Regions from separate parts of the Gossypium hirsutum genome. Here regions 1, 3 and 4 are each linked to region 2. A link is a contact called in public Hi-C data. All regions are on one chromosome and are shown on one strand. The core of a region is the stretch at or near the end of the contact, and the rest is flanking DNA. Distances in the headings are between cores, read along the strand shown. Region 1 holds the start of LOC107899655 (NAC transcription factor 25-like). Region 2 holds the start of LOC107899651 (dystrophia myotonica WD repeat-containing protein). Region 3 holds the start of LOC107899658 (syntaxin-71). Region 4 holds the start of LOC107899643.

Region 1 (3,274 bases), core at 257-2,756, 170 kb after region 2:
TCTCTATGTAAGGCCTTATAGATAGAGGAAAACTGAACTGTGGAAACACATCAAGTGTATATTGTTTTTCTACTTTGTTCTTCACCAATACCTAAAGTAGTGGGTAGCACTGCTTCTGACACTACTCAATTTCTACTTGCAATTATTGATTTTAGACCTAACAAATTTAATTAAATTTTGATACATAATTCTGAAAACTTTTCATGTTTGGACTCAAAATTGGTTGGATTCACTCATTTTCATTGTTTGCATTATAAAATATTTTTAAAATATGTTAACATTAATATTTTACTCACAATTTAAATTACTTAAATTCAAATCAAATTAAACTAAATTAAAATTAAAAAAATAAAATTATTTCAATAAACCATTCGAGATAGAAACAAGTATAGAGGGAAGTGGATGGTAGAGCCAAAGTATATAATTGGATCAAGCGCAGGACAAATTATGTATGAAATTAGAAAGATGAAGATGAAGCTCAATCAAAATAAGATATTGCATACCAAGTAGGTTTAGCCATAAATTGTTTATGGTCGACAGTCATTCTTGACCGACACTCTTGTTCTTCTTCAACAATTTTCCCTTTAAAAAAACATCTTATCATCAAAATATTTTTATTAAGGTCCAATCACTCTTGTTCTTCATATGTAGCAATAATAAGTGCAAAAATCTTTTTGCCAGTCCATTTCACAAATGCTCTTTTGTCCATATATAACACTCAATTTTTGGAATTAGTATTCCTTCGGTCACCTCTATTTTTGGAATTATTATTATTATTTCTCTGTAGCCTCTTGATTGGCAAATGCTTATGGGGTTAAGCAAAAAATCTTGGGGCAAAATCAAATTATAAAGTTGATAATCATAATTTTATTATTCTTAGACAATCAGAGTATAAAATTAACTTAAATTTGTAAGATTTTAAAGGTGGCCCCTAATCAAGACAAGTAAGTGTCACAAAAACATGATCGAAATTAATGAGGTAAGTATCCTCTGTAAGTTCATTATTCTCATGTCTCGTAAAATAAGCCAATACGTTGGCACTTAGCATTAGCAGACAATATCAAAGGGGGGCTCCAATGCACAGGGGGCCTTAGGTTCCAACCCTAATATATATACATGACTGACTGCTGAAATCAGTTGTAGATTTGGCCTAGTTATGGTATGATGACGTGAAGTACTTGGAACCGGTTTGGCATACACATTGTGACAAAACATGCCTATCCAAGAATTTCTGTTCCAAACAGGATTCAAATATATGGACAAATCCGTAGCTTTCCAATCTCTTTCCATGAAATTTTACAAAAAGGTTTTTTTTAGCCAATTTTTTTTATTAATAGCCTTAAACAACGGCCACATCTGCATGGAGATATATGTAGAGGAACCACCCTATATAATCTTTGCACGGTACTCTTCCTATATTTACAACTATTTCCAATCGATAGTATCGGTGGAGAGATCATTAATCCCTAGGGTTCTTTTTCTTTTCTTTTTTCTTTTTTCTTTTTAATTTTTCGTCCATTATTTGATCATCATCTCCAACTCCAAGAATAATAGCAATAATAATGTTGGGTGGCTCTTCAATGGAGGAAATACCAGCTGCTGGTAATAACTCATCGGAGATCCAGCTTCCTCCAGGTTTTAGATTCCACCCTTCTGATGAAGAGCTCATAGTCCATTACTTGAAAAACAAAGTGACTTCCAACCCTCTTCCAGCTTCTATTATAGCTGAGATTGATTTATACAAATATAATCCATGGGAGCTTCCAAGTATGTATATGCATATGTATACTAATTAGAAAGGGTTCTTGTAAACTGTACTGATTAGTTCTATCTGGTTTGTTTATTTGTGATCTATCTATCTATCTATCTATCTATATATATATAGTTAAAGCTTCGTTCGGAGAAGATGAATGGTTTTTTTTCTCTCCAAGAGACCGGAAGTATCCGAACGGGGCGAGGCCTAATAGAGCGGCAGCTTCGGGGTATTGGAAGGCGACGGGGACGGATAGACCGATCCTAACGTCGTGTGGAACCAAGAGTATTGGAGTGAAGAAAGCTCTGGTATTCTACAAAGGACGTCCACCTAAAGGGACCAAGACAGAGTGGATCATGCACGAGTATAGGCTGCTTGAAACCATGATTTGGACTCCCAAACGAAAAGGGTCTATGAGGGTAACAACTAAGACCATGTGGACCGTATAGCTAATTTATGTGATGAATTATGAATGATGATAATCGATTTTCTTTTCTTTTTTTTATGTTAACAGTTAGATGATTGGGTGCTTTGTCGAGTGAGGCAAAAAGCCAGCATACAAAGGAACAGTTGGGAAGATAGAAATATTAGCAGTCATGAACCAGCTGATAGCTTCTATGTCCCCAATTCCATTGAGCCATGGCCTTCCAACACAAACCACAACGTTGAAATGGGCAAAACCTACCTATTCAATGACTGCCCTATGTTGCCTTTCATTTTTGCATCTCAAGACCTTCCTTGCTTCGACTCAACCTCCAGCATTAGCTTCCAAAGCAGTGACAAATCTTGCACATCCCTCCAGGAAGCCAATTCTGGCAACAACAACATGCAGATTTCATTTTCGTCCCTACAAAACCTGTTTAACCCTTTGAAAAGAGAGTCCATGGAAAAAGGTAGTTTTGTCCCAACTAGCTGTAAGAAGCTCAAGAATACTGAGAAAGATTGCAGTGAAATGAACTTTTATAGATCAAACCATTTGGAAAACAGTGATTCTAGTCCACATCAATGGAATTCAATGATGCAGTATGATCAACAACTTAATCTCCCGGATTTTACTGAAACTGACTAAAGAAAGCATGGGATTATACATATGGGGTAAAAAAAGGTGTACATAAAATAATCAATGGTTTCTATAGTTTGTTGAGGTGAAGGTGTGCAGTTAGATATACAGTAGTTTCTACTTACGGCCCGGGTGGAGATGATACATTTGTACGTAAATTACTAGGGTGATTTCGAGATCTTCATTTATCTTTATCTATTAAAAATTTCAGATTGTAATTTGCATCAATGTACATACATAGTATTACAAGTACATATGTTAAAACAATAAATGCCATACTGGCTACACCAGAGCTCAGACTAAAGCTCATGTAATTTCTATCATTGTACACACATAGTATTACAACTACATGGTTTTATTGTATCAATGTACTTCTGTTTTTCTTTTTTTTTGTTTTTTTTATTACAAAATTTAAACATTGTTACCTAAACTCCAAAAAAAAAAAATCACCATTTGGCGCT
Region 2 (3,466 bases), core at 866-3,365:
GCTTTCTTGCTGGCCTTATATTTGGTAGTATTGATACCTTAAAAATATTGAAGGTTAAAGAGAAAACAAATGAAGCCGCTCTGCAGCAAGGTCTCAAGGTGGATAGAAATAAAAATTACGGCAATATTGCCCCATTAAAATAACAAAAACAGATTCAAGAAAATGATATCATAAAGTGGCGTAAGCTTAATATGCATCATTTAAAAGAAATACAAATCTATATAAGATTTCATAGAAATTATCCAGCTCCAAGCCATTGGGTACCACAATTTATCTTTACACCATCATGTACTAGTTTAGCCTCTAAAGCACAAAATTCTACAAATCACATGCAGGAAGACCTAAGACAAAACATTTGAAACTCAAAATTATTAAAAAGTACACTCAAATGGCGAAGAAAGGTAAGGAAATGTATAATGTATGTAGTAATGTAAGTCTTGCCTGTTATTGACAGAACCATCTTTGTTGTAATGCTGCGCCCCAACAAGCTTCTTTCCAACATCCTGTAACTGCTGTCTCAGTGACACAGAGTAAACTACAGTAATACACACAGAACTGATAAATTTGCAGAGTTTAAACCCTTGAGCTAAAATTGCAAATTAGAATAAGCTAAGAAGAATTACCATCACCAGAATTCAACCCAATAAGCAAATCATGGCCATCTTTGGCATTTTGATCAAATGCGTGGCAGATAGGGTTCGAATTACTGAAATTGATAGACTTTATTGGATCCTACATTAAACACCAAGATTCTCAAAATACCACCACAGATGCCTTCTCTTTCATCAAAAACCGTAACAAAAAAAAATGCTAAATTACCTTGTCCTGAGAATTCAAATCACTTATAAAGATAGCATCACCAACGTTAAAGATTAAATAAGTCCCTTTCCCATCAAAATTCATATTAGTGATTGAATTACTAGAACTTGAAGCACCCAATGACCCAATCCTACTAGTACTACTAATACTTTTACTCCCACCATTCCCCCCAGCAAATCCAAGCGTGCGGCTCCCGTTCCCAGCACCTAGCCACCTTGCTGCTGCTGATCTGACCCCACTGCTGGCACTGTAGCTGGACGATGAAGACGTCGGAGTTGATGGAGCTGGCTTCTCCTTCAAATGTGCTAGGGTAACCTGACAGCCGGACTTAATCAATACAATCTCAACAAACGAATAATACATAAGCAAAACGATCAAAATTTGACTTTATAACTAAGGGCATTGATTCAAACTCTTTCAAGCTTGAACTTGTAATCAATAATGCTTAAACACCGATGGTACAAAATGATCTAATAAAATATGTTCTTCAAGTGCTTCTAACAGATGGGTACATGTAAAAAACCCTCTTTTCACTAATAAATTGGAAATGTTCTCATTATCTAATTATAACATTAGTGTATCAAAAACACAAAAAGGAAAACCCACACTAAAATAAAAAGAAATAAAGAAAAAGAAAAGAGAGCAATTTAAAGTGAAATCGGATGATTGGTCTTGATCAAAACCCAAATAAGTAACACAAAAGATAGTCTTCTTTTCAATAATTTAAGAAAAAAATGAAACCCTAGGAATTTGAAGTTACCTGAGTAACAGTTTTGCCATGAGCATAGTGAAGAAGGCTAGAAGGGTGAGTCTTTTCATAGTGAAGCTTATATCGACCTTCTGGGGTTTTAAAATAAGTCTTCAAACCCGGCGATTGAGCGTTTGCCGAGGACGAAGAGGTCGAAATCGTACCGTTGGCCGTGTTGATCATGGTGTCGCTTATCTTACACCCGATAGCATCTGATCATGACACACTAGGGCTTCTTCTACTTCTTCTCAATTTTGAAAATTTCTTATTTCCTAAATCCTAAGACCAAAAGAAAACCCAAAAAGAAAATGAGTCTTTTATGGGTAATTTTCTGTTGTTGAAATGGGGGATGGGGGATCAAAGGAGGAGAAGGGCCCTGTATGGGTGGGAGTTCTGAGAAGAGGTTAGACTTTTCGGGAAGTTTAAGGGAAGTCAATGGAATAGACGGTGGAGGATTCAAGAGAGTGATCTTATTCGGTCTTTGTAGTTATAAACTGAGAGAGGGATTGATGATGAAAATGGGAAAGATTTCCAGGTTTTCTTTATTATAATTTATTTTGTATCGAGTTTGACATGCTCAGATTTTCACCTCCATTTTCTTAACTTTGGGCTTTTTTCTCTACTTACCATTTGGCCCGAATTATGTTCTTTTCTATTTTGTATTTTAAAAAATCTCTTCTTTTCTTTAATTTTGCATTATGTTCTTTTTGGCATAATGACCTTTTTGGTTCTTCAACTTTACAAAAAATTTATTTTAGTCCTCCATTGAATTTTTTACCTATTTCGTATTTTTTTTCAAATCAGCCCAAAAAGGATGGAAAAGTTAATGTCTATTAACTTTGTTGAAGTGGCATACACGTGGATCTCTATATAGATGACATCATCATTTAATTAATTTTTTAAAATTTAAAAAATATTTTTATAAGTTTTTAAACTTATAAAAATATTTTAAAATTTTTAAAAATATTTTTTATAATTTTTTTGAATTTTAAAATTTTAAAAAATTTAATTAAACACTAACGTATCATCCGCGTGCATGCATTGTAAACAAAGTTATAAAAAAGTTAACTTTTTCATTCATTTTGGGGTGATTTGATGAAAAATGTAAGTTTAAGAACTAAAAAGGTGAAAAATTAAATGGAGGGTTAAAATGATTTTTTTGTAAAGTTGGAGGGCCAAATAAATCATTATGTTTTTTTTTGGAACCAAGGTGTCCACCGCTGGTAACAGTGACTAATCCATTTATTGCACGTGCTTTCCAAAAAGGGAAATGACTGACCATAAATTGTGCTCCATTCCATTCTCAAGGATCAAACCTCCAACCTCATGGTCATGGTTAAGGGATGAGATGAGTAACCACTACATGCCTCATGATTAAATTTTATCTCATTTTAACATCTTCATTATCATTTTTGTTTCATTTTATCTTAAGAATTACCAATATTTATTGAAAGGGAAATTATTTTGTATACTACCAGTGGGGTTTTTAGATTGTTGGACAAAACACGTTAGCGAACAAAAATAAACATAAATAAACAACTATTTATATAAAATAAAATAAAATAAATAATTTATATTTAAAATATCCGATATGAAAAATCAATAAATAATATTATAAAAACTAGAAATCAAATTTTACTAGATGTTGATGCCTGTTTTACACAGTTCCCTTAAGATAGATTCGGCCGCTTTTACGGTACTTGGAGAAACGTTGGTTGACTGTGTCCAGGATACAACAACACGATGATCGAAGTAGTAACACCTCTACAGTGATCACGAACAAGCCTTACCTCCTTTATCACAGGAATGTTGGAAAATATTGAGAGAAAAAGTGAAGAATTTTCGAGAGCAAAAATAAACTCAGTTTTTGAGAGTCTGTAAGTGTAAAAAATTCAGAAT
Region 3 (3,653 bases), core at 941-3,440, 190 kb after region 2:
AGCAGTTTCTACGATGTACAACAAGACGATGGTTATAATGTTCACCTTGGTGTCAATTTCATCCATCAAAGGAACTTGCCTATCTAGTTCCTGCAGATACCATAGCATACAATTAAGTAAATGGCATGAATGTTACAATTACTCGAAAAAAATACTTCATAACAAATATTTGTAATTATAAATGACGCTCAGGTCAGCTTTACCTCATTCATATCATGAGCCATGTTCTTTAAAGTATCCAAACCTTCTGAAATCATATCCAAACCTTGGTCCTGCATGGATGTCAAAAGCAATAAAAGGTAAATCATAGCTAAAGAAATGTGGTGTATACAGGTAAAAGTCAATCAAGATTCCTTCCAATAGAGGAAAATGTTCATAAAGAATAGCTCCCAAACAAGTTTGACATGCCTGCTTCATTTTCCTCATTTCATACTCCTGCCTGAACTGACTTGACTGCTCAGATTCTTGAAAGTATTCGTTGTCAAATCGCTCATCTATGACCAATATGATTATGTAAGTACAACGGAAAAAATAAGATCTTCCAGACATAAAAGTTCCACAGATCATAAAGGAATTACTGATAAGCCATGCATTATAAACTATAAGATTGAGAATTTCTTGCTGCAAGCAGTCTGATGGTAACAAAGAATGAACAACAGTCTTGCAGATATGAGCATAAGCTAAGCAACCTCCTTGCTTTATTATTTTTGAAGCTATAAAATATGAATTACAATGGTTTTTAATATATTAGAGAAAGCACTCAAATGCTCACTCTCGCCACCTTTTAGTTGGGTTCCTACTCTTATTTCTATTTCTCCATCTTTATTTCCAAATTTTTCTCTCTTATCTTTGAATCAAATCTTGTTTTTGATCCATTTTTTTCCCAATTTTCCCTCTCATGTTTGCATCAGCTAATTGAAAGACAAAGCAATGTTCTTCAATCATTATGGAAGGTTCTACCAAATAAAAACAAACCATTCCACCCTACCCAACAACAGAAAGCAAATGGAAAAAATGATGATAACACAAACGGTGTGCATTTTTAGTCAAAATGGTAGAAATAAAGATTTAAATCTAGACACTGGCAAGTTTAACAGGTCAGGAAACAGCTAAACATGAAGTCTCCATCCATACAATCTCAATAAATTTAACAAGAAATTTCAATGGAGTTAAGGATCACCTGAATCAAACTTAATTGCAGTACGAGAAGCTGAAGATGCTGAAGACATCCAGCCCCCAGTTTGTTTAGTAGCAGCAGTTCCATCAGGTATAGCTTGAATCCTGTCCGGCAATGCAAGGACCAGATCATTACGAGTAGCCATCTCTTCAGTTGAAATCCCTTTAACCTGTAAATGAATCCAAACTCTATCACAATGGAAGTCCAAACTAGTCAATTGTCCAAGTCCAAAATAGCATATTCCAAATACCTCTAAATATGTAAAAACAAAATACATTATAGTAAAAAAAAAGGTCAATCTGTTAGCTTGAACAACATTATGAATGTATGAATAGTTAAACGAGCTCACATTTACAATAAATTGTTAAACAATTTGGGAAATTGTAAAAGAGAAGGAAAAAAGTTAACCTTCTTAACAGCCAATCTCTGCAGCGTAGGGACCTCCTCAAGCAATCGAGCCTTGGTTCGACGAATCTCAGCATTGACTGCAACAGCAGATGCCTTACTTTTCTCCTTGGAAGCAAGTTCCACTTTCTAAATCAAAAAAAATAACTCAAATCGAAGGCAATAAAACCCTAATTATTACTGAACAACTATCAATTAAGCAGAGGAAGACTGACACTCTAAATCTCAAATAGCAAGCTTAAACCTAACAATCTCAACCAAGAGAAGATGAAAGAATTAGATTAGATCGGAGCTACCTCAAGAGCGGATTCAATGTCGGCTTCGACTGCGGCGTAAGCGCGAGCAAAAGCATCACCGCCGGAGACATTTTGGTCACGCTGCTTTTCGACGTCGTATTTATCGTACCTCTTGCAGATCACATCTACTCTTGTCAATATATCGATTACACTCATTTTGTTTTTCTTTTGAGTTTCAAATTCAATCAATGTAGCTGTTTGGATGTGGGAAAAAATTGAGAGAATAAAGAGTTGGAATTTCTTCGTTTCTGTTTGTTTCCCCTGTAAACGTCGTTCACCGAACTAACTCCAGATTCAAAGAATAAACAGTATCAATAATTAAACATTAGGAGTAAACTAGAGCTGCTCATGGCCGGGCCGGGCCGGGTTTGGGTCCGGCCCAGAAAAAATTTCAGCCCGGGTTTTAGGCCCGGGCCGGCCCGAATTATGGGCCTGAAATTTTGTCTAGACCTGGTCCGGGAAAACATTCATAAGCCCGGAGTCCGGCCTGGCCCGACCCATTTTTTTAATAAACACCAAAATTTTATTTTAAAAATAAAAAAAATTTAAAAAGTATTTTAAAAACACTTTAAAAATAAAAAAGTATTTTAAAAATATTTTAAAATTTAAAAATAAAAATAAAAAGTATTTTAAAAATATTTTAAAATTAAAAAATAAAAAAGTATTTTTAAAATATTTTAAAATTAAAAAAATAAAAATATTTTTTATATTCGGGTCTGGCCCAAGCCAAAAAAGTGGTGCCCGAGACCCGGCCCGTTTTCTAAACGGGCCTCGTTTTTTTGCCCAAGCCCATATTTCGAGCCTATATTTTTACCTGAACCCTCTCATATTTCGGGCCGAGCGGGTCAACCCGTTTTTCATTTTTCACGACAGAGTAATTTTTTTAAAAAAAAATCTTGATATTATGTAAATTTAAGGTGAAATCAAAGGGTAAAAATATCTTGAGAGGTCAGATTATATTATGCTTGATTTTTTTATTAAAGTTTTATTTATTTTTACAGTTAAAAATAGTATATGAATTTTTTTTTTAAATAATCGACTGGGCTATTATTAAAAGCTTGAAATATAAAAGTTCAAGAACAAAATCCCAGCAGTGCTGGGCTGGATAAAAAAAATAAACAAAAATAAAACGTAGGCTACAAGCCCAAATAAGTAAAAACAGAAAATAAAGCCTAAAAAAACATAAATCAAAACGTCATTTCCCAGTCAACTCAACCAGCCTGGCCTCCATTATTTTTCATCTTTTCATTTCCAAAGCACCAGGCTTTTCAGATGATAGCATTAAAAATGTCTGCTTTAGCTATCTCTTGCCGTTTCATTTCCATTCCATCAAATCCTTTCAATCAGGATTTCGTGGCCATCTTTCTCCTGAGTCCAGATCTTCTCTCGTCTCTTCCACCAGGTAACTCCCTTCCCCTTTTCTTAGTGCCTCTTTCGCCAGGTCATGCGCCTTACCATTCTCTGTTCTTTGTATGAATCGAAAAACAATGTTTTGGAATCGATTTTTGTTGTTCTGAATATCAATCATGATCGCACTTAGAACCGATTTATCTTTGACCCCTACTTTGCACCTGTTGATTATTGTTTTCGAATCCCCCATTACCGTGACTGAGTTAAAGCCCAATCTAATGCCTAATCTGGTTGCTTCTAAACATGCCAATGCTTCTGCTACAAACAGAGAGGAAATGTTGGAGTGAAGAGTGGACTTAGAGACTACGATTTCCCCATTTTGACCCCTGGCTACCATTCCTGATGCTGATTTGGAGTTGTTGGTG
Region 4 (3,343 bases), core at 239-2,738, 150 kb before region 2:
AGGTTTCTTTCTTCCAGCATGCATGTAAAACTTGAAACTCACCTCTACAAGAAACTTGCTAAGCAGAAATGGTGTAACCTCTAACAATATGTTGGTTCAAAAAGCATATTATTTTCTTTTTTTCCTATTCAGTGTCTGATTTACTTACTGATTTTTAGTTAGTCCTTATGAACATAAAGTACTGAGAAGTACTGACCAATTTGTCGTGCAGAACAACATAAATAATACAAGAGGGTTAAAAGGCAATATACCAGGTCAGGCAAATTATTCCAGGAACAAGTCTGAAATTATTCGTAACAAGTAAATAGTACCAGTATGAATGATTATTACACAAAATTTCTATTAAAGGCAGGAATCGTGTAGGAAACAAACTCCAAATTATAGCTTTTTAATAAAATAGAATTCTGCAGAATGTCATTAAGAATTTGCTTGAAAAATCCTTATAAATACTAGGCAGATAAGGGATTCTCCAGTCTCATATATTAGTCACTGACTCATGACTGAAAGTAATAAGCTCAGAATTTCAGCTTTTTAAGGAGGAATCTGAACCCATGAAGGCAAGATAAATCCCTGCAGTTTCGTATATGAATTTAAATTGCACTACTTAATTAGCTCTAAATTTGGGCTTTTTAAGCCATCTAGTTTACAAGATCAACTACATTGTCTTATTGAAAATCTATTCCAGTAGTTTTCTATCGATCCTAAATTTTTCCCATAAAAAACTATGAAATAGAAATAAATTTTCGATCTTCCAAATTGACTAAAAACCAAGAAAAGCAATTCTATTAAAAAAGGATCCAAGAGAAGCAATGCTAAACCCTAAATCACTTACGATCCAAAAAAATAAATAAGAAAATGAAAATGGCAACAAGCAAGCGGCAAACCTCGTCTAGTTCCTTGGCACACTTGGAAGCCTTGTCTGCCTCTTCATCAAATCTCAGCCTCCACTCTGCAGATTCATCCATTGCCTCTTTGTTTGCAAGATCAAACTGTCTCCTTCTCTCAAAGACATTAACAAAATAAAATAAAATAAAAATCATTTTAATTACAAATGAAGCAGAAAATTGAAAACCCGTAATTCAAATCAAGCTAATTTTAATCAAAACCCAAAATAATAATAATAATAATAATAATAACCTTAGCAACTCGGCATCATCAGAAGAGATAGAGTAATGAATAGCCCAAAGCCTGAAATACACTGCTACTCCTAAAAACATAGCCACCGCTAATCCCACCAATATTCTCCTTCTCCCTCTTCTCACCATTTTTTTTTCCAGATTTTCTTTTTTCTTGTAGTTGGACTGTTAATTTATTGATTGAATGGATTCAGTGTTAGCAGAATTTTACGTTTCCAATCCTTTTGAATGGGTTGTTTGGTTTGTTGATGCCGGAGTTACGATGTCTGTCTATTTGGACGACTCTTTTCTTTTGACACAACGTATTACCTTTTCACTTGCCCATTGCACTTAATTTTGCGAGAAAACACACAATTGTAAAAATTAAAATATGGTATTAGTTATTGTAATTTAATAAAATTTGAGATTTAGCCTAAAAATCAAGTTTTTTTATTTTTTATTTAAAAATTTCAGTTCTTTATTGAAACCTTAAAATCATGTTTGATTGTATGTAATAACTCATGCATTCCAACTCTATTTAATGGGCCCACCATAAATAATTGTTTGGTTTGTTGTAATAGCCCATTATGGGCCGAATGGAATAAGCCTCTATTACGGTACGGCCTGTAATAGTAATTCAAAGGTTTGGACTCTGAATTGGCTATTCAATACCACCTGTAATTACAATTTTTCCTTTTTGGACCAAAATATTTTGGCCTCTCAACTACATCATTTTCACTCTTCACTTTAGACCATTTCATTCTTCCTCGACTTTTCCCCTCAAAGTGGACCCTAAAAATTAGCTTCTTAATTGACGAAAAATCAAGCATTCATTCGCCATCGTCATCTTCCTTCCAGTTAAACCTCTTTATTTATGGTAAGTGATGGTCTAATTTGGACATTTAGAAGTACAAAACTAACTTGAATAAGCATAACCAGTGTCATTCTTTTGTTTCTTTTGCTTCCCTTTTCTTATGCTCCGCCCTGAAATTTGTTTTTGCCTCAACAAAATCTCTCATTTTCTTTTTATTTCTTGTAAAGTTATATTTTATTTATTTTTTCCTTAAATTATATTTTGTTGAGATCGCATATCCTTCAGTTTATTAACAACAATGAATCTTCAATTAATCAATTACAGAAGAAGCAAAAAGAACGAAAAGGATTAAAAAAAAACCTTTGATAGGAAGAAAAGGGACGATTAGATGAGCAGAGTTAGTAGCCATGAAATGAGAAAGCGTCATTGAAAATACGTTTGGCCTATATCCAATCGTACTACAACTCTTGTGTATGAACGCCAATTCCTATTTCAAAAATTGTTTTTTTTTGATAAATTCATTTGTAATTTGACAATGAAAACGATGATTATTGAGATTGAAAATTTGGATTCTAACCTTGCATTCATCTTCTGTGAGGAAATTGTATAAAATTAAGTTAAGATGCTCTTTCTCCATCTTTATGTTTGCCATTTTTCTTTTGCTTGTTTGAAGTCCAATATTGAGATTTTTTTAGCTCTGTTTAATTATTGTTGTTTGAATTATTATTTTTTTGAGGGGGCGTGTTGCATTTATTTTGATCTGAGTTTGCTTTTATTTTGCAGGTAAGCTTGATTGTGTGCTTTGAAGATATAATTTTGCTCTGTAATTTCTACAATTTCTGTAAGTTGATCATCAGGACGTATTGAATTCTTGTGGTTTGTAATTTGTGCAAGGATTTTTTTTTATTCTTTTTAGCTTTGCATTGTGTGCTTTAAAGATATAATTTTGCTACTTATGGTCAATCTTGTTATAAAGATTGGATATTGTAATGAATTCTAGGGTAGTTAGGGGTATTTGGCTAGAGTAAGAGAGTGACTAAGACCACATTTAAGAGTTGCTTAGAAATGATGTTCAACACAATTATGGGGATTTTATTGCCCATTATGTTATGAAATTGAATAGGACAAGTTACTGCTTAAATATATGCATCACATTCTTGTGTTGCTTAATTCTCATTCTTTATTCATAATTTAAATTTATGCATCACATTATGTTTTGAGATTAATTTATACTATGATTTGAAGATATGTAACACTTTAATATCTTGCAATAATGACTCGTTTGCCTTTAATACTACAAAGCGAGAGGCAAAAAAAGAATTGGTCTTGCATTAACAGTATGGTTGCAAATGTGTACAGTTGTGAGTTGGTTCTTAGTTATGTTAGGTGTCGTCTCTAGCCTACAAACTTATAG

What was found. A called contact is a pair of places that touch in the nucleus more often than the background predicts.
Region 1: a Hi-C map of hypocotyl shows a contact between it and region 2, with 3 times the contacts expected there. The contact joins the promoter of LOC107899655 here to the promoter of LOC107899651 in region 2. A contact is called at or near these places in 12 of 34 Hi-C or Micro-C datasets (callus, cotyledon, fibers and 4 more).
Region 3: a contact with region 2 is called in a Hi-C map of leaf, with 3 times the contacts expected there. The contact joins the promoter of LOC107899658 here to the promoter of LOC107899651 in region 2. A contact is called at or near these places in 7 of 34 Hi-C or Micro-C datasets (callus, leaf, petal and 1 more).
Region 4: a Hi-C map of leaf shows a contact between it and region 2, with 2.6 times the contacts expected there. The contact joins the promoter of LOC107899643 here to the promoter of LOC107899651 in region 2. A contact is called at or near these places in 9 of 34 Hi-C or Micro-C datasets (anther, callus, hypocotyl and 2 more).

What each region holds. Positions count from the first base shown.
Region 1 is chrD04:42,831,203-42,834,476 of Gossypium_hirsutum_v2.1, forward strand. LOC107899655 (NAC transcription factor 25-like) reads left to right here and starts at 1,507. Exons shown (of 3, transcript NM_001326881.1): 1 at 1,507-1,767; 2 at 1,892-2,172; 3 at 2,268-2,898. The coding sequence starts at 1,563. The coding sequence ends at 2,822.
Region 2 is chrD04:42,658,586-42,662,051 of Gossypium_hirsutum_v2.1, forward strand. It overlaps LOC107899651 (dystrophia myotonica WD repeat-containing protein), which reads right to left and starts at 2,116. Exons shown (of 11, transcript XM_016825417.2): 1 at 1,580-2,116; 2 at 820-1,134; 3 at 624-732; 4 at 442-535. The coding sequence starts at 1,750.
Region 3 is chrD04:42,850,167-42,853,819 of Gossypium_hirsutum_v2.1, forward strand. It overlaps LOC107899658 (syntaxin-71), which reads right to left and starts at 2,191. Exons shown (of 9, transcript XM_016825430.2): 1 at 1,879-2,191; 2 at 1,586-1,711; 3 at 1,181-1,346; 4 at 409-494; 5 at 204-272; 6 at 46-90. The coding sequence starts at 2,034. It overlaps LOC107899659 (a long non-coding RNA gene), which reads left to right and starts at 3,088. Exons shown (of 3, transcript XR_001684774.2): 1 at 3,088-3,280; 2 at 3,557-3,653.
Region 4 is chrD04:42,512,104-42,515,446 of Gossypium_hirsutum_v2.1, forward strand. LOC107899643 reads right to left here and starts at 1,489. Exons shown (of 4, transcript XM_016825409.2): 1 at 1,138-1,489; 2 at 885-996. The coding sequence starts at 1,265.